Regions from separate parts of the Sus scrofa genome. Here all the other regions are linked to region 3. The links are chromatin contacts, called in public Hi-C and HiChIP or PLAC-seq maps. All regions are on one chromosome and are shown on one strand. The core of a region is the stretch at or near the end of the contact, and the rest is flanking DNA. Distances in the headings are between cores, read along the strand shown. Region 1 overlaps LHFPL2 (lipoma HMGIC fusion partner-like 2). Region 2 overlaps ARSB (arylsulfatase B). Region 3 holds the start of LHFPL2 (lipoma HMGIC fusion partner-like 2). Region 4 overlaps LHFPL2 (lipoma HMGIC fusion partner-like 2).

Region 1 (3,265 bases), core at 87-2,586, 150 kb after region 3:
ACTGAACAAGGCCAGGGATTGAACCTGCAACCTCATGGTTCCTAGTCAGATTTGTTAACTACTGTGGCACGACAGGAACTGCCAACAACTCTTGACTATTAAGCTAGTCCCGATAGCAGGATTTGCCCTCAAGGCCTCACCTAATGGTAGACATCCAGCTGACTCCCAGCTGACACTTGTGCACAGATGCCCTGGCTGTTCAGTACTCATAGCAGCAGTGAGAGCTCAAGCCTCACCTGCCTTGGCTCAGCCCTGACCTCACCTAAAAGTGGCTGTGAAATATTGACCAGTTTACCTCGTCTCTAAGCCTGTTTTCTCACTTAAAAATGGGTATAATAGTAGTTCACACCTGTCTTAAGGATTAAATTAGAAAAATATGTGAGAAAGGTTTTTAAGCACAGTGGCACATAGTAAATAGTAAGTGGTGGTAAATATAAGCTATATGATGATTATGATGATGGAAATATTTCAGGTACTAAAGTACATTTTTTTGTGTTTCCTATAGTTGTTGCATTCTAAGGACTAGGGGTATCTTTTATGGACTTTAGAATTGCCCTTGTTCTATTGAAATCAGACATGATTTCATCATACACAGCCATTCCCTGGCCTCCCAGTAGCAGTCCTGGGGCTCCGATGTGCCTCTGGGTGTCCTCAGGCATTTTTTTTTTTTTTCCCCAAGCTGAATTGACAGGAAAGCAAAGAACTTCGTCCTCTCACGCCTCTTCCCTGACACATACATTCTCCATTCCTTTCCTTTCTGGAGGCAGCTTCTAGCGGTTGAGTTGCAGGTTCTCAGGCTCCCCTTGCAGAATAAATCACAGGCTGATAGGTCTTCACTGGGTGAGGATTCGCCCAGGACTTCTGGCAGAACCAGAAACACACATAGCCCTCTGGGATTCATTACAAAAGCTGGGGAATCGGCCAGCAGGGTCATCTGTCGCCAGCTGCCTTCCTTAGGCTGTGACCTGGATGTGCTCCACAGTGAGAGTGTAGATGCACATATCCAGGTTTTCCATGACAGCATCGAGCAGTTTGGGTTTGGAAATGCTTGGAGGTCCCTCTTAGAAGTATGCGGACTCTAAGACCCTCTCAGGGACTCAGGTTTGGGACAGAGCCATCACAATGAGATCAGGAGTTGGCTTCGGCGCTGGCTGGGACTGTTCCAGTGGGGTCGCCACGAGGGTTGCAGCAGCTGCCTGCTGCCTTCCAGTCCTGCACATGCTCGTGCGCTGCTTGGCGTTTGGTTGGCTCTCACGCTCTCTAGCCCCTGTACCCCCTGTCTACACCCGTTTCAGCCCAACAGGATGGCCCCAGCAAACCGCCATCGGTGTGTCTGGAGAGGTGGCGATGGGGCGGGGCTCTGCTCTGGCTGGGTTCAAGGCCCGCTCTCGCTGGCAGTAGCTCGGGAGCTTGCTTCTTGGAAGCAAGCCATGATGGAGGGCGAAGGAGAACAGTGCAGAAAAGGAAAGGAAAAGAGTCAGAGGAGAAGACTCCGAGGGAGAAGACAAGCTGAGGGTTTTGTTTTGGGGGCTGGTGGAATGGCTCTGCTTCGGCGGGCCCGTGACATGCACGTGATCACTGTTTGGGGCTTGGCACCCTCGTGGCTGTGTTTCACAGGGCGAAAGATAACCTTAGCGTCAGAAGATAAAGGCAGCTCATCCTGGTCGCTGCATCCATTTTGACTTTTCCCAAACCTGACCTGTTCACTCCCAAGCCAAAAAATCAGGTCATCACTGGAGAGGAGAGAAGTAAGAACAGAGCTTGGGAAGCGTAGGGAGAAGGCAAGAGATGCTTGCCTCTTCCAGAAGCCTGGCCCCATTTGATACCTGAGAAATTCACCTGGCTCTCTCTGAGAAGGCGATGTGACCTTGGTTGCCCAACTTCAAAATGCCTTCAAAGGAAAGGCATGAGGAAAGTAAAGGGAGCACCCCCTGCTCCTCCTTCTTAGAACAAGGCACCAGAAGCTTCCAGCTTGTCCAGAGGAGGCGCCAGATTCCTGGCCTTCCACACGGCCCCTCCACCAGAAGTCAGGCCTAGCAGTTCTCTGTCTGCGTCCATTTAAGAGTACTGCTGATGATGACAATTTACCAGTTCCTCGTTGAGGAAAACTAAAGAATGCAGAGATATTATAAGGCGGGCCAGAATTAAATTTCAATTCAAGGAGCTTTCATTGGATGCCCACTAAATTCAACGGCCTTAGACTCAGGTCTACAACTTCCTGAGTTTCTGCTCACTAGCCATTTCAGAGAGCCACTGCCTCAGAAGCTGCCTCCTAGAGAAGAAGGGGGAAAAATGTATCATGTATAAAGGGAACAAAAGAATTCAACTGTATCATTAGAGGAAAAACTACTGCCTAAGAGCAAGTGGACCAAGAAGGTATTAATTTGAGTAAATCTACAGACAGAGCTCTCTTAAAGAATCAGTTGGAAAATGTAGAAGGAAATTGCAAACTCTCTTAAAATTTAGATGTAATTTGCAATTGATATGCAAATAAAAAGTGTTTTGCTATGGTAACCACTTAATTGCAGACATAAATTATCATGGAGCCATGGGTGATCTATGTTCAAATTCCAGTAAAAAATAATTGCTTAAGTATGGCTCTGAGTATTTACACAGGCAGTTCAAGGCCCTCTGTTTTAAGAGCTTAATGCAGTGGTGGTATTCTTCTAAGCTGTCGCATCATTTCAGAAGTAATCTGTCTCCTATGAAGAACTACACTTCACAACATTGTAAATTAACTATAATTCAATTAAAAAAAAAAAACTGCACTAACCAGCCATAAATATGAGTTCAGTTGTTGTATAGAGGCTTCCCAATGGCTTTATTACATGGCCTACAACCTCTTTTTTTAAAAATTAGCTCCTAGTAGAGATGAAATCTAAAATAGACATATTGAGAAAATGAAGCCAGGATTTTAAAACTTTAAGCCAAAATATTTAGTGGCTATGTCTTTAGAGTTTAGAGGCCAACCCCAGGGTTCTAGCGTTAAAAAGATGGCACCTACTTTGTGGCAGGAATTATTTAACATTATCTGGATCCCCAAACTTGAGCAGGCAAGAAATTATTGTCCTGAAGATTTCAGAGCTTAATAATTAAACATTTTAGGTGTCTTATTCTACTATACACTGCATTTTATTTCAACAGCTTATTTTGAGTTATCAGTGTATTTTGGTTGCAGTCAAATAGGAGTTCTTTCTAATCCTACATATTGGATAAATAATTTATCAAGAAATATTTTATAAATTTCTTCCAGTTGCATAGAACA
Region 2 (3,476 bases), core at 916-3,415, 210 kb before region 3:
AATGGTTTTCAAAGTCTGTTCTCAAAAGCGTCATCACCACCATCACCAGGGAACTTCTTAGAAGGACAGGCTCTCTGGACCAGAAATTCTGGAGGTGGCACCCAGCAATCAGTGCATTAATAGGCCACCTAGGTGATTCTGATACATGCTATTGTTTGAGAGCTGTTCTAGAGTGGTTTTTGTATTTTCAGATAGTTTGTTTTTTAAAGTATGCTCAGATATTTTTGAAATAATCATTATCCAATCCTACATGCTCCGGAAATAGAAGGGATATTCCATTTCTCAAAGGGATATTTCTCTACCTTCCTATCTTTTTATCTTTTAGAGGTTGTTGTATTCTTTTCTGCTCTTAGGAAAAAAAAATCTATCCATATCTCTGCCTATTTGCACACTGAAATTTGAGCCTTAAGTTCTGTTTTCATGGAAACTTTGTTAATCAATGCTATTTCAATGAGCTGTTGTGACACAGGATACCATAGATGGAAAGTGACTAGTAAAACATTTAATTTCCACTCTTTTTTTTAATTGAATCTTCCAAATGGCATTCTTCTTCCTTTAGAACATAGACATGAATTGTCTTTAAAAGTTATCCTCAAACAAATAGAATTGTTTCATAATATACCCAAAGGTTGTTCCTGTCAGAGTGAAACTTTTGCTAAGTTGCATGTTCATTGAAAGACAGTGTGGGCAGAAGCTAATATCATGAATTAGAGGATGAAGAAGAGGATAAAGGCATCTAGTCCTAAGTGTGGAAACTTTGATCCAGAGCCTTTTGTAGTGGCAGAAGTAGACTTCCCATCCAGGGCTCTGCTCTTTCAATCCAGTATTCTCTGCACGAAACTACACGGGACTGTGCAGTTTACCTCATTGGTTGAATTTTTGTCAAGAGCTCGATCCAAGTGGGATTTTTGTTTTATTCATTTTAATATATAAAGCATTTGCAAGTTCTTTCAAGGGCAGCACATAGCTTTATTTAACTCTCTCGAGCCCTCTCACCTCTGTCAAGTTGCACCAGGAAATTCGAGGTCTCGCCAGAGGCCCCCAAAGAGTTAAAAAAAAGACAACCAGCCTGCAGAGCTGAAGAAATTGATGTCAAAAACATATGTTCTTCTGCAGGGCCTTGCTGGATTCCTAAGTCCGGATAAAGCCAGCATGTATGCGTGCATGTCAAAAAAGAAAAAAAAAAAAAAAAAAAAAAAAAAAAAGAGTCTTGGACAGCATGGTGGAGAAATGAAGTGTTGGCCCCTGTCTGCAATTCCTCTTGAGTCCCTGCTGCATGGGAGCCCTGCTGAAGGGCTCCCGGGAGGCCTGTGGCCCTGACACTTGAGCCATTAACTCAGAACGCCCTCGAATCCCTTGTTTTCCTTTTGAGTGTTCCGGCTGAGCTGCCCGTCCAGACCCTGCCCGTTTTCATTGGCTTCAGGGGCTGTTATTGGAGTGGCTGACAGCTGTCTGCCAGGCTGTCTGAAACCGCCTTCCTGTGCGCTCTGCTGCTGCTCAACCTCACAGCGCTATTGTTCCTGTGGAGCCTTTTTCTTAAAATCTTTCCCAGCTGTATCCTGATATGGTAAACCACTTAAATTAGCTCCAGATTGTTCTGTTTATTTTGTGTTAGATAAGCGACAAAATGCAGTCCCAGCAGCCAGCCAGCAGGAAGGTGGAAGTGGGGGGATGGGGATGGAGGGACACAGCGAGGTCTTTTGCAAAAGACAGAATGAAAAGGCACAAACGTGATGCAGTCACCGCAGGTCCTGCCATTTACACGTGATCCTGAGGGGCTGACCAAGCAATAACGTTGGATCTGAGCACGCCTGGGTCCAAACCAGAAAACCAAGACCCCGGCATTAAGTCACACTAGCAGGAAGCTAAATGTCCATGATCAGAAATAGATAACAGAATCTGTGGTTGCCATGTCCCCGTACCACGCTTGATGCCCTGACAGTGACAAGAATGCCTTTTACTGTTTTAAAAATTGTCCACCTGCGTTGCAACGCATGGGGATGGATGGGCTCAAAACTGGCTCAAGTTCAGCAGTCTCCCTAGATGCTCGGTGTTTGAAAATATTCTCTTCCGTGCCGTAACTGAAAGCTCCAAATCCAAAGATGTTGAGTCACCAGCATAGGTATTTTCCACACAGCTGCAAGCGAATATTCACAGTGGACTTGGCCATCTGTGCAACTGCTCTCCCCGTGGCCTCTCCTCCTCTGCGGCTTTCTGCTCACGGGGGCTCTCCGTGCAAGGCCTTTTGAATACTTAACAAAAAATATTTTGAAATGTAGTAGGTGCTGTCCTAGAAATGAAGATACTGCCTTTGTGATTGTAGGAATAAACCCAAATAAAATATGCACAAAAAACTTCCGAAAGTTTTCATTCAGCCGAAGCACACACACAAAGCCAGCAACCAGCTGAGTTACGACCATTAGGGAGAATTTTGTCTGTGGTAATTCAAGACTCCCCAGGAAAGATCCCATGACTCACCCTAGCATGACGGGGCCTCCAGTCCTTACTCTGAACCAAAGTCCTGGAAACACTTTTAACCACGTTGAGAAAAGGGGAGGGAGGAACAGGGTAGGAGTAATAAAACGCCCAGAGAGACTGCCTCTTAGTTTTCCTTTGGGCAAATAAACTCAAGGTGTAATAAAAAGGTACAAAACCAACTTTGGAAGAATAATTACCTAGTCAAGGCCTCTCCTCCTCTTACGGAATATGTGCCTTTTCTTCTCCATCCAGGTCTGGCCTGAGGTTGAACAGACTCCATGTCATCCTCTCTAATTCCCTGGTTTTCATCTCTCTCTTCTTTTCCTGTATCCTTTTTAACCAGAATGGTGGACAGTCTTGTGTGTTTCACATAAGCTGAGCTTCCCACAGACAACATGTCCCTTGAGAGCAGGGACCACGTATTGAACCGTGGTTGTCTTTTTCCACAGTGTTGACACCAGCTGTGGGCACCTAGCAGGTACTAATTAAGGTCTTTCAAATAACTGTTTTCCTTTTTTTATTCCTACCTGACATGAGGTGTCATTCACTCTGCTTCTGTATTAATTCAGGCAAAGGTAACAGCAAAATAAAAACAAAACCCAAAGAAGACCAGACCTCACACATACCATGGGCCCATTCTCATTAAAATCATGAGCTCACCCTTCTGATACCAGACAGGATGGAGAAGCCACAGAAAGCCTGTCTCTTTCATGGATTACAACTAAAAACTCTGGGCAATACAGAAAACAACTGCCCAGGGCTCCTGAAAAGTAAACAACAGCAGACAAATGCTGAACAGGGATGAAGTCAAAGCATCACCAATCCCCCATACTTGGGGTGAGTTTTGTGGGGTTCGTTTTTATTCTTCTGTCTCTCGGCTTTGACCCAAGGGCTGATGGAATTATGGAACTATGCAGCAGGTGTTGACAGCAAAATCTCCAGGTGAAACCCCAGAGGTTTGGGAAAGGAGTCTTTTGCTAGAGAATTTAGGAGAATTC
Region 3 (3,684 bases), core at 869-3,368:
GGAGTGACTTCACCTCTTATTTGTACCTTTTATGCTTATCTTCCTTACACAGTAGTCTCAAACAACTCTCCTTCGAACCTCATCAGTTACCGTCATCTTTTCATAGAGTCCTATATTTATGTTTACTGTCATATTTATTAGGGACTGAACGTGGCTCTTAAACGCTGCTAGGATGTTTTTTGGAATGGTCACAGTTCTTGTTAGTGCTTTGGCTGAAATGTTATACAGCGTCTGAGTGATTTGTTTCTAACCCCGTTTTCTCCAGAAGCCTTGTTATTTCTAGTGTATGATTTCAAAAATAGGAAGAAGGCTCACATCCTTTTATAGAAGAAATGTTGTACCATAAACTTCATTTTCAAGGAAGATAAGTGGGATCTTGCCGTGGGAGAAGATGAAAGAGAGCATTTCACTTCTGGCAAGAGCATCAGCAACTCCCACACGGATACAGCACGGAACCTTCAGGGAGAAGGCAGTGTGCCCTTTTGGCTGGTGAGAGTACCAGGCTCCAAGGAGTGGGTAGGTGGAGGGCTTTGAATGGAAAAGTTTTTAAGTAATTCAGAATTTTCTGTGGCAAAGTGCCTTTGAAAGTTTCTAGAACAGGAAATAGCCTGCCAAAGCCCGGTTCTAGAACCAGTAGCCTGCAGCTAGCTGTGTGCAGCTGGATGCTAGTTCAAAGAAGGCCAGAGCAGGGAACCAGGGAGGAGGTCACTGAAGTTATGGTGTCCCTAAATAGCTAGAAGCAGGAAGGTAGCAGTGAGTTTGAAGAGGATGGGGCAACTGGAAAGACTTTAAAAATGAAGAATCAATGGAGGTGGCTCTTGGAAATGGAAGAGAGGCCCCCAGTTGAGTGCTAGGGTCTGAGTTGTGGCGACAAGTGGATACAGGTGACTGGCGGATACAGGCGTCGCAGACAAGAGGCTGAGGAGTTGGGGAAAGGAGCAAGTTTGACAAGAAAAAAATAAGACGGGTTTGCTTGGCTAAATGCTGTGTCCCTACGTTTAAATTACAAGGAATTTTGTCACCTTAATCTGTGGCCATTTGTCTCTGCTCCCACCTTGGAGGCAATGGGGAGCAGTTGGTGAGTGAGTCTCCTCTCTGGACAAGGATGACTTTTCAGATTATCGGCTAAAGCGCCTTCAAAATTCACCCTGAAACTGTATTTTGAGTTCAAGGGAGTATGTTTCAGGACCCCAAACAATCAGTTTAGAAATATTCTTTCTGACTGTTCGCACTGTTTCTTTTCCTAGAGACTCACCGGGGAAGGAAATTTACGCCCGGAGCCTTGACTCCGGGATAGGAAGGCGAGGAGGATGGGGGTCCAGGTACCCCCATCCCCCCCAGCCCACCCTCTTGCTTTGGATTCCCCAGGACCAGCCTACGGACGTTTCTTTCCCTTGGGCCTCGCCTGGGGAATGGCTCCGAGCGCTCCAGGGCCGGCTCTCCGCCTAGACAGTCGGGCCTCTCACTCCCCACTCAGACTTCGCCGCCGCCCGGCGGGGCAGTGCACACTCTCCGCGCCACAGAGACGGTTTCCCGAAACTGCGCCGGTAGGTTCTCCGGCGCAGCGCGGGGGACCCCTCGCAGGATTCCGGGAGACACCGCCGCCGCCCCGCGGGCGCAGTGACCGGCTCCCAAGGCCCCGGGCCTCCGCCCCTCCTCTCGGGGATCCCCTTTCGCCCACACCCTCCCGGCCGGGCAGGACACTCCCCCCGGAGGCTGGGCCTCGTCCGCCCGCCCACGCCTCGCCCCCGGCCGGCCGCCCCGCCCCACGCGCCGCGCCGGGAGAGCCCCGGGCCCCGACCCCTCCCCCCGGACGCCGGCCGAGAGCGGGACGCGGCGGCGATGGTGACTGGGCAGCCGCGCGGGGCCGGGTCCTGGGCAGGGAGGCTCGGCAGCCTCTTTCTTTCTCTGCCCCCGCCCCTCTTTCCCCTCGCTGCTTGCTAGCCCCGGCGGCGGCCGAGGTCGGCGCTCTCGCCTCGCCTCCTCTTCCTCTGCTTCCTCCTCCTCCTCCCCCGCCCGGGGACCCTCTCCCCTCCCTCCCTCGCCCCCTCCTCTCGCTGCCTCCTCCCCTCTCCTCTCCCTCCTCCTCCTTCCCCGAGCGGACGGCGGGGCCAGCTAGAGAGGTGTCTGCGAGGAGGCGTAACGGAAAGCCCCGGCTTGGGGAAGACTGCGCGCTCGGAGCCGGGGCCGCCGAGCCGGGGGCCGGGTGAGTTGGAGTCGCGGAGCCAGAGCGCGCTGTGGAGGGAAAGCGAGGAGCCCCGGCCCAGGGGGGCACCCGGCGCGGTGCTCGCGGAGCCGTCGCGGCCGGTGGAGCCCGGGCTGAGTGCGCCGCGGCCGGAGCGCGAACTTCTTCCCGGCGCCCACGGAGCCAGCGGGGAGGGAGGACCCGGCCGGGACGGTGCAGGCGGGACGGGTGCTGCGTACTGGAAACAGAGGGAACGCCGCTTCGGCTTTGGCCGCCGAGGTTGCCCGCAGCAGAAGTGGAAAAAGTTGTGTCTGGAACGGCGAGGTGTCGGGAAGCCGGCGCGAGCCCAGCTCTGTCGCCGGCGCCGGCGGGGTTTGCCCGGCGCGCGGGTCCTGGGCGCTTCTCGGCTCCAGGCTTGGCGCGCCTCGTACCGCGCCCGGGGGCCGCCCCGTGGTCGCCCCCGCGGGCCTGGTCTGTGGCGTGTGGGTCACGCCGGCCACAGACGTCAGCTGCTTCTCAGATCTGGGCTGCATTTTTGTGGGCAGAGCAGGGATTGCGGGTGCGGGCTGCAGGAGGAGGAGGAGGAGGAGGGCGTGGAGTGGGGAAGACCACATCTGGGCTGGGTGGGTTGAGCCGATGGTTTGGAGTGAAGGGCTGGGAAAGACTCTCTCTGGATTTCTGGATGTTTTCAGGCACAAAATTGTGTGTGTGTCTCTTTCCCCTTTTCATTCAGCGGTGTTCTTTGAACTCGGAAGAACGAACGAATTTTCTTCAATCTTGTTCTCTCTTCCTGCTGTTTCGGAAGGGTTCTGAGCTCTGAGAACCGGTGCGCTGTTTCATCAAAGGGAGCAAATGGGAGAAAAGACCAATCTCATCCCCCACCCCCACCCCCACCCCACCGGGGCCATTTCCTGTATTTCCCGGTTTCTCTACTGTGATTGTGTGCCTGCATGTAGGTTGCCATCACTGACCCACATGTGAAGTAGAACTTCTGCCTGAAATCGCTAAGCGGCCCCTATAGATTAGTGTGTGTGGGAGCGGGGGGGGGGGTGGGAGTGGTGGGAGCTGGAGGGGGAGGGGAGCTGTTCGAGCCTGCTTGGCAGAGTTAAATCTGAGTAATCGAGTTCCAAGTGACGTTTCTGCTCCGCACGTTGCTTTTGCTTCACCTGCTCACCTGAGAGAGCTCCACCTGCGCCAGGTTTAAGCGATGACGGATGCCAATTTCTTTGGTATTGTTCTTTCCTGGGTATTCCTGACTCATTCCTGCCGGTTCTCTTTAAGAAACAACTTACTCTTTTCAAATGTAAGTGATAGGGAACACATGCTGGTGGGGAGATGAAAGATGGGGAAAAGAAATAAAGCCCAAGATTCTCATTTCTTTTTTTTTTTTTTTTTTTTTTTTTTGCTGTCAAACTGTGATAGACTTGTTATTCCTCTTTGTCAGCGATCTGATTCTGATGAAATAATATTTGAAGAGTTTGAGGTAATACCAGATAAAA
Region 4 (3,404 bases), core at 561-3,060, 170 kb after region 3:
CCTGACTACCCCCTCCCCCCCCCCAGCCCAGGCTGGCAGGGAAAAAAGCCTCTCCGTGACAGAGTGAGCAGTAAAGCTATACAGAGGAGAAAAACAGACCTTTGGTATGACAGGATGGTGCACTCAGCAAAATGGAAACAGGGCTTATTTGTGTCTATTCATAGCTGAGTTTGCTTAAAAGCAATCAGACAAGGAGTTCCCTGGTGGCTCAGCAGGTTAAGAATCCAGTGTTGTCACTGCTGTGGTATAGGTTTGATCCCTGGCCCAGGAAGTTTTGCATGCCATGGGTGTGGCCAAAAAAAAAAAAAAAAAAAGTAATCAGATAAAAAGTGCTTACGAAGTTTGCATATACTTTCTAAATGTATACGTAACCGTAGAAATCTCTGTCCCACGTATGCAGGCGGTTGCTGGTGAGTGCCAGTGCTCCTCGTGGACTTAGATTTAAAGCCTGACACTCAGGTTAAGATCTGGGCTCTCTTGCATTTAACCGTGGTTTTATGTGAATTCCCTTAGACCAGGGGTTGACAAACTTTTTCAGCCAAAGGCCAGATAGTAAATATTGGAGATTTTTCAGGCCATAGGGTCCCCAGCAACTCTGCCCTGTTCCATTTCAGCACAGAAGCAGCCGCAGGCAGTCCATAAACGAATGGGCATAGCCGTGTGCCAACAAAACTTCATTTACAAAAACAAGCCTCTGCTTGACCTCTGGGCCTCAGGTTGCCAACCTCTGCCTTAGACCAAAAGGGAAATGCTCGCTGCACTAAGAACTCTGTGACAAGAAATAGTACCAAGGTTACCTGCTTTTCCAGAAGAGAAATTATTAGTAGGTTCACAGTCCAACCTGTTTCGCATCCAGTGCTCTTCTTGAGCAGGTCAGACTAGTTGCATCCAGCAGTCCCCGACACTTGCTACTGCAGAGCGGATGCCATAGCCCAGAGCAGGCAAATCAAGTCACAGTGACTCAGATCGGTACAGCCCCTCACTGGGCATTGCAGAGCCAAGGGGTTTTCACCTGTTCCTTCTTCTGCCCCGCAGGCCTGTTCCTCATCCTCGGCCTGATCCTCTACCCCGCTGGCTGGGGCTGCCAGAAGGCCATAGGCTACTGCGGACACTATGCATCGGCCTACAAACCTGGAGACTGCTCCCTGGGCTGGGCCTTCTACACCGCCATCGGGGGCACCGTGCTCACCTTCGTCTGTGCCGTCTTCTCCGCACAGGCAGAAATTGCCACCTCCAGCGACAAAGTACAAGAAGAAATCGAAGAGGGGAAAAACCTCATCTGCCTCCTTTAGTGTGGGCGAGACACTAATGCTGTTTGCTTGCTCGTGTGACCTTGTGAAACAGTTCACGTCTGGTTTCCTCGTTTGAGTCAAGTGAAGAAGAACTAGCCTTTACCTACCAAAGCCACATTCCACAGCCCTGCGCCTTAACAGGACCCACGACAGGCAGCATCCAGCTGAGCAGAGGACGGCACGCGAGGGCCACAGTGCAAATTCCAAGAGAGGGCGGATGAAAAGGACATAAACCCTGACCCATCGTCAAGTCCTGCCGGACTCCGTCTTGCCCGCGGCTCAGTGAAGGATGATGATCTAAACCATTGCAGCCGCAGTTTCTCTGGGAACAGAAGAGACTATGAGCCAGATTCGCAGGCTGTTTAGAGCGGTGTTTCCGCACAGGTTGGGAGCATCTGTGCCTCAGTGTGAGGTTTGGGGGCTGGTGTTTCTGTTTCCTCCTGGTCCTTTCCAACCGTCTCAGGCGGAGGCTGCAAGGAAGAGCACACCCTGACGGGGGCGAGGCTGTGGGCACAGCACGACACTGTCTCTTGCTGAGCTGGCCAAACAGGTCTGCAGCGACAGTGTGGAGTTCTGTGGTGGGACCTACCCTGGGCGGAATTCCAGAGTTAGGTGGCTCCACTGAGCTGTCCCTCCAAGATTTTAGGAAGTTGAGCAAAGAAAGAATAAGGACCTGTCTGATCATGAGAATCAAAGCCCCACATCCTGCCAGTGAAGGCAAGTTGGTTCCCCTTCCTGGCGGCCAGGCCCGGGCTCCTCTTCCCCCTGAGATCACATGGTTTTCTTCTACGGTTAGGACTGTGCTTTGGCTGCCAAAGGAAACCTCACTCTGCTTCCTCGTTGCAGGGACAGAGGTCCCCAGGCCAGCTGTGGCTCCTTCCCAGGTTGACTGGGCACGCCGGCCAGAGTGGCAGCCTCTGCCCGGAGACCTTTTCCCACTGTGGTGACTGTGCTGGGGTCAGCGCTCTTCTACCCCCAGCGGCGGCAGAACAAGTGACATTCTGTGCAGAAAAAGGGAGCTGGTCATGAGGTTAGGTTTTTCTAGTTACGAGTGTTGATCCTGCCAGCAAACTGTGTAATGATACCATTGAATTGCTCTAACGGGTGAGTTACATCAAAGGCTGCATTCTCAGGAAAGCACAGAGTAGAAAGCTCACGCACAAATGAGAGCTAGACCAGCTCAGAGCACCCGCCTGCACCTGTTTACAAAACAGAGCGGAACGCCACTATTAAAATGGATTCAGGGGCCTTTAGTCTAATTTCTATGCATTACCCATATAATTGATTCAGGAAAATGGTATTAGCCGTCACTTCAGATTTACGTTGGACTGATCCAAGTGACCAAAAACAACCTAGTTTGGCCTTAGCTGAGCTTCATTCAGCATTGCAGGATAGAGAAATCGCCCACTGCAACCGCAGCAGGTGGGGTGGACCTGCCAGATTTCTGGAAGGATTAGAAGTATAGGTCTCTTTGGGCTTACGAATCTGCTTACTTGAGGGCTTGCTTTGTTTTGAAAATTCAACAGATAATTACAAACCTTGTTTGGGCAAAGTACTAGGTGCTAAGTGCCACCAGGCATAGTACCCTGATTCAGACTTTACAGCCCTGCCCTGAGTGAATCATCTTACAGCTCAGTGCGTTTAAAACCAGACCTTGCTACAGAACAGCTAATTGCTTTATATGTTCATGGAACGGAGCTACTCGAGTTTTACTCCATTCTGGCCTCGGGCCCGTGCCAGAAACCATTTTATCTCGCAGATTAAGGGGTGGGGGCGTGGAATAAGGTCTTCATGAGTTCACCATCCTTAGACCAAAGTTCAGAATAAGCCAGTCTATGACTTTTTTTGAAAAGGGGTAACTTTGTAGCCCCTATGGCAGCCTGCACTAAGGGCTCAGGAAACCCTGTACAGAAATGAATCACAGCAGCCACTGGACAGGGCTCCTGTCTGTCTGTGTATTGATACATGCTAACCAAGGCCTGATGCCATGGAGTAGACTTTTTAACCCTTGGCAATAATTTTCATTTAAAAAAAAAAAAGAAAAGCAATTCCTGGTGTTCTCATCGTGGCTCAACAGTTAATGAACCCGACTAGCATCCATGAGGACGAGGG

The links. A called contact is a pair of places that touch in the nucleus more often than the background predicts. HiChIP or PLAC-seq counts read pairs in DNA pulled down with a chosen protein or histone mark.
Region 1: an H3K27ac HiChIP or PLAC-seq map of skeletal muscle shows a contact between it and region 3. The contact joins the enhancer-like site here to the promoter of LHFPL2 in region 3. A contact is called at or near these places in 2 of 5 promoter capture datasets (fetal liver and liver), 4 of 47 Hi-C or Micro-C datasets (embryonic fibroblasts, fetal heart ventricle, fetal skeletal muscle and 1 more) and 2 of 2 datasets of contacts at active chromatin or transcription factors (alveolar macrophages and skeletal muscle).
Region 2: a Hi-C map of skeletal muscle shows a contact between it and region 3, with 2.9 times the contacts expected there. The contact joins the enhancer-like site here to the promoter of LHFPL2 in region 3. A contact is called at or near these places in 4 of 47 Hi-C or Micro-C datasets (embryonic fibroblasts, heart right ventricle, skeletal muscle and 1 more) and 1 of 2 datasets of contacts at active chromatin or transcription factors (skeletal muscle).
Region 4: an H3K27ac HiChIP or PLAC-seq map of alveolar macrophages shows a contact between it and region 3. The contact joins the enhancer-like site here to the promoter of LHFPL2 in region 3. A contact is called at or near these places in 2 of 5 promoter capture datasets (fetal liver and liver), 5 of 47 Hi-C or Micro-C datasets (embryonic fibroblasts, fetal heart ventricle, heart right ventricle and 2 more) and 2 of 2 datasets of contacts at active chromatin or transcription factors (alveolar macrophages and skeletal muscle).

Annotation. Positions count from the first base shown.
Region 1 is chr2:87,342,427-87,345,691 of Sscrofa11.1, reverse strand. The region is part of intron 4 of LHFPL2 (lipoma HMGIC fusion partner-like 2); the gene reads left to right. Among named protein-coding and RNA genes, the nearest start is that of SCAMP1, 130 kb to the right of the region's middle. Within about 2 kb of position 1,336, at least 13 of the 83 cell types and tissues checked have an H3K27ac peak or open chromatin away from gene starts, as enhancers often do. A contact at or near this core is called in fetal skeletal muscle and skeletal muscle, where this site is marked.
Region 2 is chr2:87,711,655-87,715,130 of Sscrofa11.1, reverse strand. The region is part of intron 4 of ARSB (arylsulfatase B); the gene reads left to right. Among named protein-coding and RNA genes, the nearest start is that of ARSB, 66 kb to the left of the region's middle. Within about 2 kb of position 2,165, at least 35 of the 83 cell types and tissues checked have an H3K27ac peak or open chromatin away from gene starts, as enhancers often do. A contact at or near this core is called in embryonic fibroblasts, skeletal muscle and subcutaneous adipose tissue, where this site is marked.
Region 3 is chr2:87,496,811-87,500,494 of Sscrofa11.1, reverse strand. It overlaps LHFPL2 (lipoma HMGIC fusion partner-like 2), which reads left to right and starts at 2,118. Exons shown (of 5, transcript NM_001243213.1): 1 at 2,118-2,206.
Region 4 is chr2:87,323,112-87,326,515 of Sscrofa11.1, reverse strand. LHFPL2 (lipoma HMGIC fusion partner-like 2) reads left to right here. Exons shown (of 5, transcript NM_001243213.1): 5 at 1,036-3,331. The coding sequence ends at 1,292. Among named protein-coding and RNA genes, the nearest start is that of SCAMP1, 110 kb to the right of the region's middle. Within about 2 kb of position 1,810, at least 25 of the 83 cell types and tissues checked have an H3K27ac peak or open chromatin away from gene starts, as enhancers often do. A contact at or near this core is called in alveolar macrophages and skeletal muscle, where this site is marked.